Linked DNA regions of Drosophila melanogaster: all the other regions are linked to region 1. Evidence: chromatin contacts called from public Hi-C and targeted proximity ligation data. All regions are on one chromosome and are shown on one strand. The core of a region is the stretch at or near the end of the contact, and the rest is flanking DNA. Distances in the headings are between cores, read along the strand shown. Region 1 holds the start of BtbVII (BTB-protein-VII). Region 2 holds the start of pav (pavarotti). Region 3 holds the start of SCOT (Succinyl-CoA:3-ketoacid CoA transferase).

What was found. Hi-C and Micro-C count contacts between places; a contact is called where the count stands out from the background.
Region 2: a targeted proximity ligation map of the Kc167 cell line shows a contact between it and region 1, with 6 times the contacts expected there. A contact is called at or near these places in 18 of 107 Hi-C or Micro-C datasets (the D17-c3 cell line, the Kc167 cell line, the S2 cell line and 8 more) and 1 of 7 datasets of targeted methods (the Kc167 cell line).
Region 3: a contact with region 1 is called in a Hi-C map of the Kc167 cell line, with 2.7 times the contacts expected there. A contact is called at or near these places in 20 of 107 Hi-C or Micro-C datasets (the D17-c3 cell line, the Kc167 cell line, the PNm cell line and 7 more) and 1 of 7 datasets of targeted methods (the Kc167 cell line).

What each region holds. Positions count from the first base shown.
Region 1 is chr3L:3,145,981-3,150,274 of dm6, forward strand. It overlaps BtbVII (BTB-protein-VII), which reads left to right and starts at 2,666. Exons shown (of 7, transcript NM_139517.3): 1 at 2,666-2,707; 2 at 3,648-4,173; 3 at 4,235-4,294. The coding sequence starts at 4,003. It overlaps Usp5 (Ubiquitin specific protease 5), which reads right to left and starts at 2,378. Exons shown (of 3, transcript NM_139516.1): 1 at 2,269-2,378; 2 at 1,552-2,154; 3 at 1-1,490. The coding sequence starts at 2,065.
Region 2 is chr3L:4,240,335-4,244,679 of dm6, forward strand. pav (pavarotti) reads left to right here and starts at 2,400. Exons shown (of 6, transcript NM_057677.4): 1 at 2,400-2,554; 2 at 2,614-3,372; 3 at 3,431-3,980; 4 at 4,041-4,345. The coding sequence starts at 2,544. Sqor (Sulfide quinone oxidoreductase) reads left to right here. Exons shown (of 8, transcript NM_168071.1): 2 at 5-189; 3 at 452-557; 4 at 618-842; 5 at 901-1,101; 6 at 1,160-1,369; 7 at 1,570-1,756; 8 at 1,810-2,269. The coding sequence starts at 62. The coding sequence ends at 2,126. It also overlaps asRNA:CR45738.
Region 3 is chr3L:1,961,343-1,965,569 of dm6, forward strand. SCOT (Succinyl-CoA:3-ketoacid CoA transferase) reads left to right here and starts at 1,801. Exons shown (of 4, transcript NM_167928.2): 1 at 1,801-2,149; 2 at 3,733-3,931; 3 at 3,988-4,227. The coding sequence starts at 2,132. mv (mauve) reads right to left here and starts at 2,836. Exons shown (of 18, transcript NM_139424.2): 1 at 2,533-2,836; 2 at 1,461-1,720; 3 at 1,302-1,378; 4 at 1,071-1,233; 5 at 894-1,004; 6 at 1-813. The coding sequence starts at 1,571. It also overlaps asRNA:CR45827 and asRNA:CR45828.

The DNA.
Region 1 (4,294 bases), core at 1,416-3,915:
CTCCATCAACCAGTTGGAGGCTGCCTCAAGTCCGCTGTTTTTGGTGTGATAGCAAGCACGCTTGCAGGCTTCCGGTGGAAAACCCATGGTCAGCAACTCGGACATGACCGCCTCGTCAAATGCAAACTTCACCTCCTCTGTGGCGGGCTCGGGAAGAGCCTCCTCACCAGGCTGCAAGCCACCAGCGGAGCGCCAGTTACTTAGATCCAGTTCATCGGGCATGTCTACGGAAACGTCCAGTTTCTTGGGCACCCAGTCGTCGCCCAGCGTGAACTTTCCCACGTGAATCATCAGGCAGTCGGGCATGGTGGCCAATCGCGTAATTTTCCTGGCATTCGTCTTGGACCCGATGGCAGTGGAGTAGAATTGCTCGATCAGCTCCGGGCCGAAAAACCTTTCCAGGCATGCCTGTAGAGGCACCTTGTGCCTCACGATGTCGCGATCCGGAAGCCGTTGTCCGGTCTCGCGGGCCGCCTTCTTACGCTCCTGGAACTCCCGCACCTCATCCAGATTGGTGGCCTTGTCCAACGGAACAGGCAGACGGAAGCTGTATTCCTCGCGGGTATTGTACTTCACCTTGTGGCTGGCCAGACACTCAACGCGATCCTCCAGCAGGAACTTTAGAGCATCTGCGGGATTTGTTTGGTTCCGCGAATTCCTGTCCAGCAGGGTGAGCAAATGCAGATAGAAATCGTTGGCATCTTGCTGCTGTTTGGTGCTGAAATCTGGGTGATTCTTGCCCACAATGTTCTTAAACATGGCCGGCGATATTCCGGTGCTGTGATCGGTGTCCAAAGTGTTCTCGGCAATACTGCTGTACTTTCCCGACTGCAGACCAGTTCCCAGCTTGGCCATTTGAATATTGAAGTCGTTGGCCGGGTCGCTGGGAAACTCTTTGAAATAGCGTTCCGCTCCAGTGCCCACGAACCGCTGCTGGAAGTCTGGGATGACGAAGAGCACTTGCATCACGCTGTTTATGTAGCAGGAGTTGCCCAGATTGCGCATGCCAGTGTATCCAGGACCAGCAACAGGCTGCAGCTCACTTTCGCTCTCCGTAAGCGCCGTCCACTCGCCGATGCGCTGGTTAATGTCCAACTCTAGCTCCACCATCGACTTCTCGCTCTTCTTCATCGCCGCCATGTTGATGCCAAAGTGGGAGAGATGGCGCTCTAAGTGTGGATCGAGTACCATTTCATCCTCCGGGTAGGAGAACACATCCGACTTGCCATCAGCGGTGATGGTGCCCAGTTTCACCGCCAGCGGGAAACCCGTTACTCTGTAGTGCTCCACGGCGTGATCGTTGCCGCCACTGCCGTCAAAGAACTTGCGTCCGCACATGATCGAACCATCGGTCAGATTAAGCCAGAGGTTGTTGGTCAAGTCGCACTTCTCGCACTGCCAGCCGGATGGGGGAATCCTCTTGCCATTATCCAGCTGCTGCAGGTTATCTGCGTACTTCGACGCCTGACGCACTTCACCATCCCAGGTGCCTGAAAAATTATTGATTTTAGGCTACCTTCGTCAGCATGGGATAACAATCCTGCAACTCACCCATCAGCGTGGCCTTCTCCAACTTGGCAATTGCCGAGTCGGCGGCCAGGATCGCTTCCACCGACTGGGTGACACGCATGGGCAGCTCTGGATCCGGATAGGGCAGCTTCTTATCCAGGTGCGGAGCCACCACGATGCTGTACGTGTCCTTGATCTCGTACTTCTTGGCCATGTCCGACTCGTTGTAGCCGCCCTCGACGCCAATGGCCAGGCGGGTGATCTTCCGTTCCGGTCCTGCCTCCGACTCCGCGCATTCGGCCTCCATGTCGGCGCCCTCCTTGATCGTCTTCACCCGCTGGATGTGGAGGAAGACCCGGTTGCCGGTCTTGTCGGCATACTCCCGCACATACGCCTCGCCGAAGCCCAAAAAGCTGTGCAGGCACACGTACAAACCGGTGGGCGTCTCGGGATTGTCATAGGAGTAGACGCACTCGTCCTTGTAGATGGGAGGACTGCCCGCCCCGGATGCGCATGGCACGTTCACCTTGGATAAATGCTTGCGTAGTTCCTCCATAACGGTATCTGGAATCCTGTAGGCAGCTCTTTTCTCATAAACTTTACGGACCGAATGTAAAATAGTATAGTTGATTTTTTTTGCAGCTGCTGCTTAGAGATGAACATGGGAAAATGCATCGATACCGGCGAGCATGGATATGCGAATATCGATGGGTTGAAATGGTGTTTTACTGGTTGAAATCAGCTTTTAACAATTCTTACCCTTATTTTTGTACCTTATAACGGCTTTTGAGTGATATTTACGTATTTGGCCGCCCAATAAGCACAATTAGTTTAATTTGACTGCTGCAGGCTATCGTTGTTTATTCAATACTGTCATCTCTAGCCAAAGCCAACAACAAATTCGCGAGTCACCAAGGGAACCGAACTGGTTCCGTTAAGTACGAACAATGCGGGGAAAGTGTGGCAACGCCGATTGTGATTCATCAGATGTATAACCGAAGTCAACATTTTAAAACAACAATTCAAATGTTAACCATTTAAATACAATAAACAAATTATTTTAAAATTTGGGACAATCTTTAACAATTGGGATACTAGTTTTGATCTAGGACTGGTCACACTATTAAGCGACCTGTCAACTCGTTGTATACAAAGTTGCCATATAGTCACAAAAATCTTTCGCATAAAGAAGTAAAACGTAAGAATTTTCATATGCGTTTTTCGCCAGGAAATCCGCATTAAAATAATGTAAAAAGTGGTAAAAAAGTTGGCGCAAAGAGTGAGCCAGTCAAAGGCATTGAAATTCAGCTCGCTCTAACAGTTTTCGGCGTTGTTTTGCCCCTCGCATAAATTTGTTGCGCGCCATTTTGTTTTTGGAAAGCAAAAGAAAAAGAAGAAATACAACAGCAAAAACCTACCACAAAAAGTCAAAGTTTGTAAAAGCGATAAAAAGCAAGAGGAAAAGGAATTCTGTGGGGGGAAAAGCGAGTGAATAACATGTGGCGGCTTGGCTAGTTCGAGCATCATCTTTGTGCCTCTAAAAGACATACGAAAATAACGCGCGACATGCACATAAATAAATACGACTGAAACACTGAAAACTGAAAATATCGATACGATGAATAAACGAAGAAGCAGCGATTAGTACGTCGTCGGCGGTCGTCTGTGTGGGTGAGAGAGTGAGGAAGACGGGAATGGGGAAGGCGATTAAGTGCGAAAGAGATGGAGGAGCGCGGGGCGCGTATATAATTACGTCATAAGAATTAAAGAAAATTCAAGGTCTACAGCACTGCGGCTATACAAAAAGCTATACGATTTCGTTACGTTCTCGGTTTTATCAAAAATAAAACTTTGGCCAGTGAGCAGCAACAACAACAAGTATGGCTGTTGTGTTCCAGTGTGTGTGTGTGTTGTGTTTCATTTTCGCGACTGTATAATTACATACACACGCAGTCCCGCCGATGTTGTTGTTTCTGTTTGATTTTTTATTGTAAGCGAGAAGAGCGCGCAGCTGTGAAAAGCAGATGAGAGAGAGAGAGGAAGAAAGCGAGAGAGTGGAATTTGTTGTTGAGCAATTTGTGTAACCATCGATAATGTTTGATTTATTTAAACCCCATTTTTATTACCCCTTTTTGCAGTGACTCGCGATGCGTGCGGCATAGAAGTCGTCGCCCCCCAAAAAACCGTGATCCCGACCCCCCACACGCACACACACATGTACAGACTGCGATTGTTCATAAATTTAAATTGATTAAAAGTCGGAGCGAAAAAGTAAAGCGAACAAAACACCGGAAAGCAAGGAAAATTAATAAAAATCAATAGAGGCGAGCGGGAGGCGATAAAAAGTGTTATCAGTGCGAATTAATTGGCTACGAAGAAGGAAAGAAGCAGGAGGCGGAGGAGCGGGAGCAGGAGGAGGAGGTTGCTCCGGAGATTGAGGTTTAGGGAGCTCCAAATCCGCATCCCGGACGCGGATCCGGACCCCTCGACATCATGTCCGTGCAGCAGTTCTGCCTGCGGTGGAACAACCACCAGCCGAACTTCATCTCCGTGTGCTCCTCGCTGCTGCACAATGGCACCCTGGTGGACGTCACCCTGGCAGCCGAGGGTCGCCAACTACAGGCCCACAAAATAGTGCTATCCGCCTGCAGCTCGTACTTTCAGGTAAGTTGGAGATCGCCGCAGCGTATATCCCTTACGAATTACACTCAAATGTGTTCGACAGGCTTTGTTCACCACAAATCCGTGCCAACATCCCATTGTCATCCTGAAGGACGTGCAGTAC
Region 2 (4,345 bases), core at 1,150-3,649, 1.1 Mb after region 1:
GCAGTCCGTTTTGTTTTTCTTTAACGCAGATTGAGGGATCGAAGATCATCCAGCTGTTGCGATGAACCGTCGCCTTCCAGGAACCATCAGCCAGTGCCAGAAGCTTCTCCTAGCCACCCACAACCATGCTCCAACGGCCTTCTCCACCAGATTCCTGTCCACATCTCGAGTGAACCGCGAGCGGCAAGAGTAAGTTTGTTTATATAGCTGCGAAAGTTTATGACATTTTCCGCGAAACAAATGGCATGGCAAATCTATATCTATATCTACCAAAACAAATTGAATTAGTATGTTTAGGCTAGTAACTAATTAATGGCGATAACGAAGAGATAACTTGTTGGCCATGGTTAGATGGCACTGATGGTGGGTGTGGTCATGCGACTGTACTAATCTCCCTTGAGGTGTCTGTCATTGTATATTCCAGCAATTAAGTAAATCCTATTTTTTCCAGATGCCAAGTGCTGGTTGTGGGCGGTGGCACCGGTGGGTGTGCCATGGCCGCCAAGTTGTCCTCACGTTTGGGCAGCGACAAGGTGGTCGTCCTGGAACCGGAAGATGTGAGTAAGCCCAAAGGCAGTAAATAATCCATTATGACATAGCGCGATAATTCCCCATAGAAACATTACTACCAACCCATGTTCACCCTAATAGGAGGTGGTATGAAGAGATTGGATCAGAGCCACCGCCAAATGGCCGATGTGCTGCCCACAAAGGCCAAATGGGTGAAGGAGAAGGCGCTGGAGTTCGATCCGGATAATAATACGGTTAGCACTTCTGGTGGCAAGACCATCAAGTACGACTTCCTGATCATCGCCACCGGACTGCAGCTCAATTATGGAAAGGTACGTAGGGTATCAGTACGTTTAATAGTTGCTAATATCCATATCCACATATCCATAGATACCTGGCCTGGTGGAGGCCCTGGAGACCCCCGACAGTAATGTTTGCTCCATCTACTCGCCCAAGTACGTGGATCATGTGTACGAATGTCTGCGCAGGACCAACAAAGGAAATGCTATATTCACGTTTCCCAATTGTCCCATTAAGTGTGCAGGTGCACCGCAGAAAATCGCCTATATATCTGAGCACTACTTTAGGAAGGTGTGCATCATTTAGATAGAATATCTGGCAAACAACTTCAATTTGAAACCCTTTTCAGATGGGTCGTCGCGACAACGTCAATATCATCTACAATACATCGCTTCCCGTGATTTTTGGTGTTAAGCATTACGCAGAGGCCCTGATGAAACTGATCAAGAGGAGAAATATCACGCTTAATGTTCAAAGAAATCTCGTTGAAGTGAGACATAAAGATAATATAGCCGTGTTCGAGGATCTCGCCAAACCAGGAGTTCACTATGAGGAAACGGTAAGTGCTGGTCAATTAATTGGGTATTCTAGATACTATATAGATCTAGATCTAGATCCTAGAACTATATCTTTCTACTTAAAGCGAGAAATATGAAGAGTAGGTTAACTAAGATCAATTTTAAAGTCGTATAGTATTGCAGAAATAGGAGAATTGAAGGCCATGAAATTAAACTTATATAAGTATTATATCTTTCTCAGTACTCCATGCTTCATGTGACTCCGCCGATGAGCACTCCGGATGTGGTGGCCAACTGCAAGAAACTGGTAACCCCCACTGGCTTTGTGGACGTCGACCAGTTGACGCTGCAGCACAACAAGTACAGCAACGTGTTCGCCATCGGCGATTCGGCGTCCAGTCCCAACTCGAAGACGGCCGCGGCGGCAGGTAAATGGGTTGGGAATCCTGATCAGAATATTCAATTGATTTTTCACCTCCAGCCGCCCAATCACCGGTTGTGTTCAAAAACGTAATGGCGGCGATCGAGGGCAAAGCCCCAACGGATATCTACGATGGATACTCGTCCTGCCCCATCGTCACCGGCTACAGCTCCTGCATCCTGGCTGAGTTTGATTACAACCTCACCCCCGTGGAGACCTTTCCATTGGACCAGTCCAAGGAGAGGTACTCCATGTTCTTTATGAAGAAGGAGCTGATGCCGGTGCTCTACTGGAAGCTGATGATGAACGGCTACTGGAACGGACCGGCACTAATGCGGAAAATTTTCTCAGTGCTAAAGTTTAATAAAAAGCAATAGGGACCTCAAATGATCTTTAATTAATTTTAAAAGAATATTTGGCATCATCATAACCATTCCATACCTTAATATCATACTAATTTATAAACATTGTACTTTTAATTTGGTATGTGAGATCATAAATAAAAGTATTAAATTAGTTTAAAATCTAGTATATCTAAATATTTTAACCTATTCAAATGGCACGCACTGTACATAGCCTCGGTTTCAGTATGTATCAAGTATATATTGGAGCAGGGGATGGTATTTGCAGCATTAACCGCTTTCTAAAGTTCGGTCACTCTAAAACCAAGCGTGGCGTCGCTTGGCGCTGTAAATTTGAAGGTAACGAACTAAAAGAGAGATCGATTCCAGCAACAAAACAAGAAGAAACCCAACTCCCGTATATCAAATTAGTTGCAAAAACGAGCTGACAACATGAAGGCAGTGTAAGTGATATGACAGTTCCCGAAAGAACAACTCCATCAATGAGAATACCCATTTGCAGACCCAGGACGCCGATGCGTGTCGTCCCGAAAACTCCGCGGGTGCATCAAACGGTGGAGAAACAGCGACGAGACACCTCCGACAAGGCCAGGGATCCAGTGAATGTGTTCTGTCGAGTGCGGCCACTACAATCCGACGCAGATCTCACCTCCCTAAGGGTCAAGAACTCCACGACGATCGCACTGAATCCGCAGGATCAGCTGCTGCAGCATCACAAGCCACACAACGGCGCCCAGCGCGAGGTTCAGTACATATTCAAGCACGTTTTCCAGCCGGATGCCACGCAGCAGGATGTGTACGCAGCTGTGGCCCAGCCGTTGGTGGAGAACCTACTGAAAGGCCGAAACAGTCTGCTTTTCACCTACGGCGTGACTGGAAGTGGAAAAACGTACACCATGACCGGCAACCTGCGACACCGCGGCATCATGCCGCGCTGCCTGGACGTGCTCTTTCGCACCATTTCAGATTACCAGGCCAAGAAGTTCGTCTTCAAGCCGGACAAGCTTAATGGCTTCGAGATCCTGTCCGAAGAGGATGCGCTTTTGGAGCGCCAACACGAGATGAACCAGCGTTTTGCTGGCTCAGGACGATTTGCCTTCAGGCACAAGGACTCGGATCCGGAAATTGCATCCCAGGCCTCCGTGGAGCCAATTCCGCTGCTGGGTTTGGATGAGGACAACATGTACTCGGTGTTTGTCACCTATATTGAAATTTACAATAACAGCGTCTACGACCTCCTTGAGGACTCGGGTATACAGAAGTAAGTATTTATTAAGCATTACATTTAAAGAAATCTAACTGTATTCTTGACCCGACAGGACTTTGCAGAGCAAAATCATTCGTGAAGATGCCAATCGACACATGTTCGTCCACGGCGTCACAGAGGTGGAGGTCAAGACCGTGGAGGACGCCCTCGAGGTCTTTCAAATGGGCCAGAAGCGCAAACGAATGGGACACACTGTTCTCAATGCAGAATCCAGTAGGAGTCACTCGGTGTTCAATATACGCTTGGTGCAGGCGCCCACTGATAGCCAGGGTGAGAATGTGGTTCAGGACCGGCAAAACATCACAGTGAGTCAACTGTCCCTGGTGGATCTGGCGGGCAGTGAGCGATCCTCAAGGACCAAGAACACCGGTGTGCGACTCCGTGAGGCGGGCAACATCAATAATTCGCTGATGACGCTGCGCACTTGCCTGGAATATCTGCGCGAGAACCAACTCGCGGCTAGCAATGGATTGGCACCCAAGAAGGTCCCCTATCGAGACTCCAAGATCACACACATGTTTAAAAACTACTTCGATGGCGAAGGCCAGGTGTCCATGATTGTGTGCATCAACCCAAGAATTGAGGACTATGATGAGAATATGGTAAACTATTTTTCTGACAACAATGTACTCTGGTCCCTAAAATTTATTTATCCCGTTTAGCAAGTGATGAAGTTCGCCGAGATGACCCAGGAGGTGCAAATTGCTCGGGCGACTCCTATGAAGCAAGATTTGGGTCTGACTCCCGGCCGTCGCAAGGCCAACAAGCTGTTCAAGATTGCCGTTAATAATCTAAACGAGCTGGGCATTCCTGAGGCCAAGGATTTGGAGGTGGACGTGGGTTTGGTGTACAGTTTGGGACCCGATTTTCCCGCCTACGAAATGGACAGTCCCGAGGCACAGATCAAAATCCGCGAGCTAATGCATTATCTGGAGCAGCGCATAGAAAAGCGAAAGAAGCTGCGTGC
Region 3 (4,227 bases), core at 551-3,050, 1.2 Mb before region 1:
TTGCTGTTGCTTGGGCATCGCGGTGGATGCACTGCTCTCCATAAGACTCTGCAGGTGCTGTTCCTGGCTGGAAAGGTTGTCCGTCAGGCGTAGCAGCATTTTGTAGATATGCAGGAATATGGCGGTCGAGAAGTTAGTCGATTTGGCCGCCTCTTGCAAGACCTCGAAGCAGGCATCAAAGTTCCTCACATCGATCTGGTTCAACTCCCGCACGCCATTATCCACCAGGTTGTGAAGGGTGCCAAACATTATGTATAATACTCCATGAGCCAGAAGGGGACTCCTCCGATTGGCGGTCAGTGCGTAGAGGAGCTGCCCAAAGTTGCTGTTGAAGTCATGGACATTCGGCTGCTGTTGCTCCAGCACGTAAAAGTTGTTTACACAGTGTGCTATCAATTGGAGCAGTTCAAATTTAATGAGTTCATCGTTATTCCCCGATGCATCCTGCTCCGAACTTGAACACAAGTGTCCCAGAGCAAAGTTATGGACCGTAACGCTCAGCTGGGATTCCTGCTCCGCATCCACGCACCTGGTGAGCAATTGGATGAGCAGCAAGGCCAGTTCATCACTGCTCCTTGTCGTCCCTCTAAAGTCTTCGAAACTCGATTTGATTGGATTGGATATGTGATTGGGTAATTGACTTTTTGGTTGCTGTTGGCGTCTCAGCTTTTTGCTTTGCGAATTGAGGTAGAAACTTCCGATGAACTGAGCAATGCTGGTCATGGGAATCAGCTGCTCGTTGGATGCACTCCACTTGCAGTTGGGGAACAGGTTAATGCACAGGTGGCACAGACTCTTCTGGGATGCAATGAGCTGCAGGCAGAGGTTTAAGAATTGATTTAATTTAAATATTTAATATGTAACAATTTCTGGGATTCAAGAAAAGCACGTGCCTTGATATCCACGCGCAGCAGAAACGTCAATAGATGATGGCCCAGTTTATCGGTGAGGAATGTCCGCAGAGCGAGAATCTTGTTGCAATCACTGGGAGTGCTGAGTATTAGCTGCAAGAAGAGACATGAGAAATGGTGAACTGGATCAGAAATAGGGGAATATGCTTCGATAGAAACCTGGGCCAGATTATGCTGCTTGCGCAGCTGCTTGATGCACTTGTCCTGCTGCTCCGGTTCATGCGTCGGACTGCTTTCCTGAGATCTCTTCGCCTCGCTGATGATTTGATAGACCTGCTCCAGCAAATAGGAACAGAGCTCCTCGGGCATCAGATTGAAGTGGCTGAAATATGAACAAATATAATATAATGTATAACTAACTATACATGTTAAGTAGAGCGATAATATTACCTATTTAGCCAGGCATCTTGCAAGTTCTTATCGTCCAGAAACTGCAAGTTATACAGCAGCAACCAGAGCCAGTGGTCCTGCGAGCATGAGAGGGAGAAAGGCCAGCAGCGATAAGAGCTGGGAATATCAACGGAATGGACGAAGGAGAGTCACACAAACCTTGACACTCGCGTCTTCGAGCTCCGAGGCCTGGAGATACTGACTCCACAGTCCGATCAGGGTATCCAGCAGCAGCTGCTCCTCCTTCTCCTTCACCTCCATTCCGGCCATGGAGAATCACAGATAGTGTTGTTGCCTTCCAACAGGCACGTCAAAGAGTCTGCTCCAGCTGGTCAGCAGCTCCTCGGGCATCGGTCGACGTTGTGTGCGCTTGGAGCGATGAGACCAAACTGAATGCGGCGATCGCAGGAGAACGCCAGCTGTAATTAAGGAGAGTCAGTAAATACAGTCGGACCTCTAAAGCATGAGAAGTAGTCACCAACGAGTTTTACGTTACTATGTAGATTCAAATTTTTAAATAACAAATCAGAAAATGTGGACAATCAGAAAATTTACTGGGGTAAATGATTAAAGATGCCTGAAAAGTTCGCTCTGTGGAGGTGCCACTGTAACTCTTTTGTGCGTGCGATTACGTGAAGAGATCAGCACGAAGAGGACGTGGAGTGGGCAGAAGAGGCCACGATGATTGCTTATTTGCCCAGAGGCAGCAGTCGGCCGGTGATGTTGATAATTCGCTGCAGAGTGGAGTGGAAACTTTGGTTGTTGTTGCGGAAAACTATTGAGATTGCTATTTATAGCGCATCGGATCGGATCGGTGGCATTGCATCTGGATGGATGGCTGGCTTGCGGTGGGTTGCCAAGCCGGTAAGACAGTGATAGTTATCGGGGCTGGGATCGGTGGCTCAGGGGCTTCAGTGGTGCGGTGGTTGCAGTGATGCTCCATTCGGGTAAACAGCTGGCAATGGAGCGTGTCTGTAACGGCCAGTGGCAGCGAGATAAGCTCGAAACTATGGAAATCAGGAGGAGGAGACCATCTTCATTTCCACCTTATCACGTCGAGAATTTCACATATACATATATATGCAGCACATTCAGCATTTGAACCACAACCACTTACACATATTTATCAACTGCGCAGCACCGAAATTATTCATCACTCGAGTTTATATAGTATTTGATTTGCTGCTAGACTAGAGTGTGTAAAATACATCATTTATTGGTCATGGCTCACCGCAGACAGCTGCAAATGTTTTGCTACCTTAGCACCACATTCTGAAGGCTGGTTTGCTGAACTCATCTGCTGCTGGGAATCCTGGACAAGGACTACTTCGTGCAGATCCACGCCAGCCAACCAAACTAAGGTGTATGTAAGGTAGTCAACTGGCTGTGACGTCAGCAGGTGGTTTTTGTCCGGAATTGTTTAAGAAATGGCGTTTGTTTTTACGGCTGCAAATCCAACGACTTTGTTTTTGTTGACTGCGCTTCGTTCTGTGTTTGGCCTTCTGAGCGTCTGGCTTTGCCTTTGTTGTTGTTATGTTGTTGTTAGTCAGCACAGCTGATGGCAAAACGCGTTCGCTGCTCGGTCCTACTATAAATCGATTTCAAATTACTTAAAAATAAATGTTATATACAAATAAACTTTAAAATGTATAAAACTAGATTTTAATTGAAAATTAAATTTACATAAAAGTATTATTCCGTTATTTTATTTAATTAAATGCAATTGTTGCATCTTTTACAAACAGCTGTTTCATGGAAGTTATCGAACTGGTTCGATGGAACCAGCTGACTTGGTACCTGTTGCGCTCCTCAGCTGTTTTCGTTTCATTCTGGCTTGTGTTGATCCGCCGAGCAGTTTGCTTTAGTTTAAATACGTTTTTATTACTTTAAATACACTTAAGTTAAAATGCTCTGCCGACTGGTGGGAAACAGGAGTTTGGGTGCACGATATACCGCCTCCATCAAGGTAAAATCCGCCTCTCATAAAAATATAACCACGATATTTCTGGAGAATATCTTCCAGATATATGTAGATAGTTTGCATTTCTCTCGGTTATCTCTTCAAAGATTAAGTCCTTTATTAATCATGTGATTATACAGCGATAAACCAGTTCTCCAGCAAAAACATATCAACAGGTGTTAATTCAAAAAGTTCCAGAAATATATTTATAAATATTTGTTGTTTTGATTTAGTGTTTTGCTGCCAATTGAGATAAGAGGCACTAATTTGACGAATCCGCACGAGCCATTCACTCTAAAATCACCCCACTGATACCATTACCCCCCCTGGAGCAATCCAAGCGAATTAAAAATAGGCAAACTTACGTAACGACTTTGCACAAACAATCCACACGAACGCTCACTTATACCAGGGAACACCTGCGTATCATGGACAAACCGCTTTTTATGCTAATAGTCCGATTATTTGCAGGCTATTGCGTGCTACTCCACGTCGGGAAAACAGCGGAACGGCAAGATCTACGAGTCGGCCATAGATGCTGTGGCCGATGTGCAGGATGGTGCCCAGATCCTGTTCGGCGGATTCGGAATCTGCGGCATTCCGGAGAAGATGATCAACGCGCTCAAGCAGAAAGGAGTCAAGAACATCACTGGCGTTTCCAACAATGGAGGTATGCATGAAAAGAATATATAATGAATGCTCTTATTAAACCGAATTCCTTTCCAGGTGTGGACGACACTGGTCTGGGTGTCCTGATCAAGCAGAAGCAGGTGTCCAAGGTAATTGGCTCCTATGTCGGCGAAAACACGGAGTTGGTGCGTCAATATCTGGAAGGAGAACTGGCCGTGGAACTGACTCCCCAAGGCACCCTAGCGGAAAAGATCCGCGCTGGAGGAGCCGGCATTCCGGCCTTCTACACGCCCACTGGCTACGCCACTCTTGTCCAGGAAGGCGGAGCACCCATTA